Regions from separate parts of the Mus musculus genome. Here region 1 is linked to region 2. Evidence: chromatin contacts called from public promoter capture Hi-C data. All regions are on one chromosome and are shown on one strand. The core of a region is the stretch at or near the end of the contact, and the rest is flanking DNA. Distances in the headings are between cores, read along the strand shown.

What was found. Promoter capture Hi-C pulls out the DNA fragments that hold promoters and counts their contacts.
Region 1: a contact with region 2 is called in a promoter capture Hi-C map of hippocampal neurons, with 1.7 times the contacts expected there. The contact joins the enhancer-like site here to the promoter of Gprin1 in region 2. A contact is called at or near these places in 5 of 39 promoter capture datasets (the 3T3-L1 cell line, embryonic stem cells, hippocampal neurons and 2 more), 1 of 484 Hi-C or Micro-C datasets (nephron progenitors), 4 of 115 datasets of contacts at active chromatin or transcription factors (embryonic stem cells and stem cell-derived neural progenitor cells) and 5 of 9 other capture datasets (adipose tissue, embryonic stem cells, liver and 2 more).

The regions. Positions count from the first base shown.
Region 1 is chr13:54,882,084-54,886,315 of GRCm38.p6, reverse strand. No RefSeq gene overlaps it. Among named protein-coding and RNA genes, the nearest start is that of Gm31188, 8.1 kb to the right of the region's middle. Within about 2 kb of position 1,850, at least 32 of the 459 cell types and tissues checked have an H3K27ac peak or open chromatin away from gene starts, as enhancers often do. A contact at or near this core is called in hippocampal neurons, where this site is marked.
Region 2 is chr13:54,748,324-54,752,437 of GRCm38.p6, reverse strand. It overlaps Gprin1 (G protein-regulated inducer of neurite outgrowth 1), which reads left to right and starts at 2,564. Exons shown (of 2, transcript NM_001316710.1): 1 at 2,564-2,868.

The sequences.
Region 1 (4,232 bases), core at 601-3,100, 130 kb before region 2:
GACTCTAGCCTCAGAAGCTCGGTGTGGCAGTGTCTGAAGCAGCAGACTCACTGGAGTCACTCTTTCCCAGGGCTCAGACTCTTGTAACTTTAACTGGGCAGGGAAAAAGTGAGGCCCAGAGTCTGCACGTGCCTCAGGCCTTTTCAGGGTGACGAGGATTCATTCAGTAGGGTATCCTGGACTGGGTCAGAGGGCCCCAGAATGATGTTCCCTCCAGAGCCATCCCTACCACCCAGTGGCCACCCCAGGTTCTTTCCTGTGCCCCAGCTTTGAAGTGAGAAGCAATGCTTGCCCACATTGGCTGCCGCCCTCCAGTGGCATTTGACAAGTCTCTGGGCAGTCCCCTCCCCCAGGGTGGGCCAGAGAGGGAAGGATGTATGATCCACTTGCTCCCTGCCCCTTTCCCTGCTCACCTGCTTTGGAAGTCAGAAGTACAGTGAACATCTTCCTTACACGCAGCTACAGTGCAAGCACAGAATGAGGGCTGCCTTGCAAGGCTCCTGGAACTGTCTGCAACCCAAGCTGACCCCAGAGGGGCCGGGGAGGTGGCTGGCCAAGGGGGAGACTTTCAAGTGCAAGTAGCTCATTTTCTTGAGACCCAAGGTCTGTGTGTATGAGGCTAAAGCTGCAGGGCAAGGAAGGCTCAGCTCTGTGGAAGGGCCACTGAGGGCCACCACCAGCTGTGTGTTGACCATCATCTGAGGTTCCTGCTGGCCCAGACTGGTTTCTGAAACCTTAAAAGCCTTCCATCTCGGGTGGGCATTGGCTCTCCTTTGGGCTCCAGGAATTCTAGCTCAGTCTTGGCCACTGCCCTTGCCTAAGGACCCCAGGACCATTCAGACTCGCTCTAGCCCATGGCTGGCCACAGCCTGATGGCCCATGAGTTGCTAAGGATTGTGACTGTAGCCTGAGTCTCTGGTACAGATCTGTCTTGAAGGTCTTCTCAAGCAACAGAGTTCCCTGTCCTACAGACACTGTCCCTGGCTTCTCCATCCCATAAGACAGGCTGCTTCCTGCCTCTGGGCTAACGGGGCCGGCAGCTCTGCCTGTGAGAACTCTCAGATCCTTCCGGCTCTGAAGACCTGTCTTCTACAGGTTGGCCCGCAGCCCCAGCACCACTGATGCCCTTCCCTTCCCAGTGACCAATACTTTAAAATTAGTCTTCTGTTCTAACGAGAGCGAGACTCATTAAACTTTCCACCGGGGACGTGTTTTTATGTTATTTGCAGATCGTCAGCCTGGGGTCTTTGCAGTTTATTATCAGAGAGTTTTTTTTTCCCTCCCCCCTTTGTCACTGAAGAGATCATTTTCTGAATCTAGTGGCCCATGCTGGGGAAAGCCTGGGCCTCCCACATGGCCCTCAGACTAGCCTTCCCTGCTCACACCTGCTCACACATGGGGGAGAAGGGAATTCTGGGCCCAATTCCAGATGGCTTAGCAAACCACATGGGAAGAAGGAGGTGGGTGGGGGGAACGAGAGGGAGAGGGGAGAGGAGTCGGTGAATGCTGAGGGAAACAAATCTGAGGCCAATTACCCGTGGCAACCTTGTCGTCCCCCGCCTCCCAAGGAGGGGAGATAGCTGGGGAAAAATAAGAAAATAATATTAAAGCAGTCCCATGCCGTGAGATTGGAGCCCAGCTGGTTGGGAATTTGCTGCTAGGGGTTGGGAGGGAGGGAGGGAGAAAGCAGGCCCAGATAGGAAGGTGGGCAGAGGGTCTGTGGTGTTAAACAGGCACAAAAAGGGAGGGAACATCTGCCCTCCTCTCACGGGCCACTCCCTAGCCCTGCCCACACTGCATGCTGGGTAATAAGGCCCAGGTCTCACAGGCCACCCCTTAGCTCTACCTGCACTGCCTGCTGGGTAATGAGGCCCCGTCTGCTCTTTGCAGCGAGAACATCTTTTTGTCCTTGAGCAGGTGGTGACAGGGAGAGACAGGCTCTGAGAGGGAAGGAGAGTAGCCCAGGGTCACTGGGAGAATTAATATCATAATTGAGAATAACAACTAGACCTTCTATTTACCAGATAAAATACCATCAGGGGATTGCTGAGAGAGATGGGGAAAACGGAATCTGAAATCGTTTTTCACTTCTCTGAAAATGCTGCAGGTGTGGGACTTCCCCCACCCTTAACCCACACCCACCCCCGCCCCCGATCCCCTGGAGATGTCACCACTGAGCTGTCTTTCACCTGTCCGTGCAGATTGCTAAGATCATGGGTCTCACTCAGTCCTGACACTCTGGGGAGCATCTCAGAGCAGCACTCAGGATGGGCTCTGCAGAATCACCCGAGGAGGGACCAGTGAGTGGCCATCAAGTTCCCCTGAGGTCTCCAGAGGACAGGTGTGCACCTGACAGCTGACAGCCACATGACGCTCTCTGCCATGAGCGGCAGCTGGAAGCTTAGTGACAGCTGGAGCTGGAGGCCCAAACCCCAGTCGTGTCTATCCCAGACCCTTTGGCAAAATGCTCTACTCTTGAAGTCTGCGTTTTCATCTCTAAACTGAGAGTCTCTCGAGGTAGAGGCTGGGAGTGTGGAGTGGCGTGCCGGGAGACACTGATCACACTCAACGGTTACACTGGGAGGGTTTTAGGGCAACTTGTGGGAGAACTTTCAAGAGCTATGAAATTAATTGGAGGGTGTTAACTGCAGAAACGAGGGAACAGAAGAAAATTACCTCCAAAGAATTACAGCAAAGCAATTAGCACGGAAAGGGGATGCTGTCTAGGATGAAGAAGACACATGCAAATGGCCAAGGCGCAGAGCTGCGGAAGGAGGAACACAGGCATCGATCACCGATCGATCAATGAGGGGCTCAGCCAAAGGGTATCCCAGCTGCATGATGCCAGCAGGAGTGTGGCACTCAAGAGTCCTGCTCATGCAGGGAGGTGGGAAACTGAGTCTGGTGAGGCACGCAGTCAAGAACCACAGTGAGATCAGAATGTCACATCACAGGGCAGGTGGGGGCTAAGCGGCTTTCGATGATCTGTGTTTCACTGGTTTGGGGGTCTTGGTGGAGATTAGTGACAAGTGCTCAGGTCTTTTCCAGGCCTCAAACTCAGGGTTCTGGAGTACCCGTGACAGGGGTAAGGCTCGGGAGAGACCAGCAGCAGGGAGGGTGAGTCAGAATTTAGAACAGAGCCTGAAGTAGCGGGAGCCCTTGGTGGTCAGCAGGTAACCCACGCTCCCTAGGTGTTCTCAGGCAGCAGAGGAACAGATTCTACTCGGAAAGGCAATGGGGCGAGGTGCAAGCAAGCCTGTGAGGCAGGCTCGGCCGCTATTCAGATGGAGTGGGAGTGGCCTTGTTGGAGTAGGTGGGTCACAGTAGGTGTGAGCTTCTTGGAGTAGGTGTACCGCTGTGGGCGTGGCCTTGTTTGAGTATGTATGGCCTTGTTGAGCTCATGTGGGGTTTGCTTCCTAACTAATGTTGGGCACCAAACCAGACAAAAAGGAAGACGAATTGGGTGTAAAAGCAGTCATTTTTTAAATTTTTAAAAATTTACTATTTTTGAGTAATATATGTATGTATTTGTCTCTGTGTAGATGTGTGCATGAGAGTGCAGCCTCCACTGAGTCCAGAAGAGGGTGACAGAGCTTCCAGGAGCTAGAATTACAGTAGGCTGTGAGACGACCGGTGTGGGTGTTAGGAACTGAACTCAGGTCCTCTGCAAGAGTAATTCACACCCATAATTGCTGCACCATCTCTCCAGCCCGAAACGGTCCTCGTAGTAGGCCTGACTGCAGGACCTTCCCTTCTCCTCACCTTTGACTGGGTGTCAGGGGGTACAACTTTTCCATATAGCACCGAAATTTTATACCACCAGGAGCCCCAAACACCCTCAATGTGTTCACTTAAGTCAGGCAGCACACACTGCCTGTGGTTTTCCATCTTGAGATGAGCTTTTGTGTTGAAATGGAGGAAGAAAAAGAGTCCCAGACAAGCAGGAGTGGCTGGCATAGGGGCAGGAGCCTGTGCCTTCTGCTCAGCTGAAGCCTATATTCATCCAAGGCACTTTGCTTTGACAGTGGAACATCTTATTAATGTACTCCTCACAGCATATGTAGTCCTCCTGGTCCCAGTGTTTGGTTTAAGGAGTGAGCACTGGCCTGTGCCAGCTGGTCAGAAAGAACCTGGAGACTTCTGTCAGAAATTCCTGGCCACATACTCACGTTCTGCACTCTGACAGGCAACGTGTAATCAGAGGACTCCTGGATCCAGCCATACCTGAAGCC
Region 2 (4,114 bases), core at 1,315-3,814:
GGTGGGGGTGGGGCACTGCTGCCACTGTTCTGCCCGTGTTCAGCTCCTCATCTGCTCCAGTAAGTGCCGGTTGTCCATAAATTTCAAAATATGTTCTTGTTAACAAGACTCTTTGGAACAGAAGCAGCCAGAGGATCCAGCAAGAGGACACAGATAGAAAGAGGCCTTGACTGTGACCTCACAGCAGACCCTATTCAGACACGCCCACTAAGAGGACTCTCAACCATCCTCCACCTAAGTCTTTATCAAAGAGGCATACTCGTTCTGCTGGAATCATTTTGCCCGGGATGCCAGGGAAGAAACCACAGCCCCACGAGCACCTCCAAGCAGAAGGATTCTGGAGTAAACACTCACTCCATTTTCTAAGACTTCCCCCACAGAACTAAGCTCCACTCAGCCACGGTGGCAGCTTAGCAACCTCACATTGGCTGGTTCTCCGGTCACCCTCTCACTCCCCTGCCAGTGCCCTAGCACCTCAAAAGTGAGCTGCATGCCCTCCATATTCACCTCAGGGCTCTCAGAGGCACCCCAAGGGTCTGCGGCTCACTCTTCCCTCCAAATGCCTGCTCTCCCTTGCCGGCATTCTGTCGCTCCCTTCTGCTTTCTCCCCTCCCATCTCAGTCTCCTCTGCCTCCGTGGAAGCTGCCACATTCATTTTTGTTCTCCGTTCTCTCTTTTTCCCCCCTTTTATTATGACAAGGTCTTATGTAGCCTGGGCTGACCATAACCTCCTCTGAGTGGTGGAATTACAGGTGCATACCACCACACCTCTTTTTCTGTCTCAGGGTCCAGACTTCTTGGGAAAGATGTCTCCTTTCTCACTGTCCTTCCTTCCTCCCATCTTCACAGCAGCCTTGTGGTCCTTGGGTGGTGCAAGGGCGTCCATGCTTGCCTGTTGGTTTAATGCTTTTCCCGCCATGTGCTGACTCCCTCCCTACCACCTGTGACCTCCACCATACACCATCAGCTCTCAGTTGATGGGTTTCCTGTTGTGCCTCCAGCTGCCAAGCATAAAGCTCAACTGTGAACTCATATGCTAGGATAATCATCCCACAGGCACCTCCTTTCCCCAACATTCAGAATGTGTCCTTCATTCACAAGATGGAACCTCAGAGGACCAGCACAAGTGTCTCTCAGCATCCAAGACCAAGACCACTTGACTTCCCCCCAATAGTTAAGAGTCGCCTCCACTCCATCTTATCAAAGGCTTGCGGCTTCATTTATAACCAGTCCTCACCTGAACCACTGCCACAGACTTCGCAATATACTTGGTTCTGCTCCAGAGTCATTCTGCCTCTGGTGAGACTGCTGAAAATCAAAGCTGGTTCTTGCCACTTTTGTGTGTCTCATGGACCTCCCAAGCCTCGGTTCCTTCCTGCTTGCCAGAAAGCCAATAATACTCACCTTGAGGGGGCATCTGGCAATAGGTGAAATGATGAATGTGGACCAGGGTTTGTAAATTCTGAAGCTAAGTACCCTCTTGGGCAGTGGAAAAACCATTTTCAGCACCAAGAAAATAGGAGAGCGACTCTTCTGTGCGCTGTCCGTGGTCCTGAAAACGGGTCCGTGCTCTCCGACATAAATTCCATTGTTTTGAGATTTTTTTTGGAAACAAAGTCTTGCTAGTTTTATTATATCAGTCTTGTCCAAGCTGATCAAGTACTCACTATATAGATCAGGCTGGCTCAGAACTCAGGATTACCGACCTGCTCTAGACACCTGAGTGCTGGGATTACAGGCAGTGTCGCTACTCCTGGCTTTTCCTGTGGATTTTAAATGTTCACTTGCCATCTAGATTTTCTTACTGTTATTAAGGTAAGGTAAACAGATAAGCAATGGTTACTAAAACATAAGCCCAAGTGTGGGGCTTCAGAAAGTGGCCTGTATAAATTTGCAACCCCAATTCGACCTACTAAGGAATGGTGTGACCACAAACAAGAAACTTAGCCATATTTGAAAAAAAAAAAAAGTGCGCAGACTATTCACTTGGCCTGATTGGACATGGAAGCCATTGACACCTAAAAGTCAAATTTTAGCTCTGTGTCCCTGTCTAAGATTTTCATTTGCATTAGTAATCTAGCAAGTGGCTTCACAGTTCAGGCACAGGGATCTTTTTACCACTTCCAAGATATCACAGAGTTCGCATCTGAGAAGTCCAAGGACAGGGTCCCACTCCTCTGCTCAAATGTAGAGAGAAACAGGCAGCGAGTCCTCACGCCTTCAGCGGTTCACTCAAGTGGACTCCTAAACACCTTCTTTCAAGCACTTTCTTTTTTAAGATCGCTATGAGGCGATTTAATACTAGTTACAGACGTAAAAACTGAGGCTCAAAGAGGCGAGGTGACTTGTTGGAGAGTATCCAGGAGGAGGAGACCGGGCATACCCAGACCAGAGAGGGTGGGCGGACTCCCCGTCGGGGAGGCTGCTGCAGGGAGGACGCCGAGCGCCTCCCAGCCCAGGGCCGCCACTCGCCGGAGCGTGGGCAGCAGCGAGACAAAGGGCCGGGGGCGGGGCGGAGGGGGCAGAGGCCGGAAGTGCGGCCGAGAGGGACGCGGGAAATTTCCTCGCTGAGGCAGCAGGCAAATCGGGAAGACCGGGGTTTCGGTGCGGCCGCCGCCCGTGCGCCCGCGGTGCTCCCAGCTGAGCACCAGGCGGGCGCGCGGTCCCCAGGGCCGGGCGGCGTCTGCCGGCCCTCGCGCGCCCCCGCGGCGCCCCCTCCCGGCTCCCGAGTGCACCCAGCGCGCATGCCCGGGGCGGGGCGCCCAGCCGACCAGGGACGGCGCGGAGTCGGGTCCGCCCGCCAGCGCGGCCGAGGAGCACCGGGGTGGTCTGCGCGGCGCGAGCCGGAGCTACGAGGAGCCGGCGCGGGTAAGCTGCGGGCGCGCGTTGGGCCGTAGGGCGCGCGGACCGGGGCCGCTGTCCAGGGTCCTGGGCCGCGCCGGGCATCGGGCTCGGGCTGCGGGGCGGGGGCGGCGGGGCGGGGCGCGGTGGGGCGGGGCCCCGGTGAACGGCCCCGGCCTGTGGTGTGGGCAGAGGCCGCCCCGCGTCCAGCTCCGCTGCCCGCCGCTTTGTTCCGCACCGCGGTGCGGGAGGGGGCGATTCCCGCCACCGGGGGGAGGGGCCGCTCTCATTGATTCATCCCACCCCGTCACACACCCAGTGTGGCACACAGTCCTGGACGTGGTCACACACCGCGTTCATGCTTGGGAACCTCATTTTTGGACGATGCCAAAGGTATACACACATACACACGCGAACACACACACACACACACACACACACACACACACACACACACACACACGGGCTTTGGTCATTCCATCAGATTCACACATCCGGCCACCTGTGCAACCCACCTAGTGCAACCCAGGTGAGGCTACGCACTCAGAGCATCAATCCTGGATCCAAGTCAGCAATACTCTAACCGACATCCAACCTCACTGCTCCGGCTCGTGCTTACGCCCCTCCTGTACCCTCCACCCTGGAGCAGGCTGTGACCCTGTGCACACCCTTGCATTGTCTCTTAGCCTGCTGCTCTTTTTCAACTGGCACTAGCACAAGTCCGCACACCTTTGAGCATCCATCCTTGCCCTTCTGTGGCTTGGTGGATGAACACATGGACAGATGGCCTGGGGAGTGTTTCTCAAAGAAGGCCTTTTGTTACAGACTCCTTCACCTGCAGCAGCTGCCGGGCGGGGGGGGGGGTCGCCGTGGGGTGGGGGGACACTAGGAGATGACAGGACAAGTGGCAGAAGACTGGGATTTTTTTCAGTCACACTCACAAATGTACACAAGCCTTTGTCAGTCTTGTTACCATAGCAGGAGATGTTTGCAGGTGCCTAGCAGCTCTGGCCCTGGCTGGGGGTGTAGAGATGACTCCAGACTGGGAAGAAATCCTAGAGGAAAAGGGAAAGCCAGGCTGGCCTCCTATCTCTGCATTCACAGGACCGCCCTGCGTGTGAGCCAAACACAAGGACCTATGCACCCAGGCTAGCTCCCGCAAGGTGAGACTGCAAGGCACACAGGATCCCAGTGACCCTCCACAAGGCACACATGCACAGTACACACCGGTTATACAAAAGGCACACCAAGGTCTTCTTGATTAGGACACAGG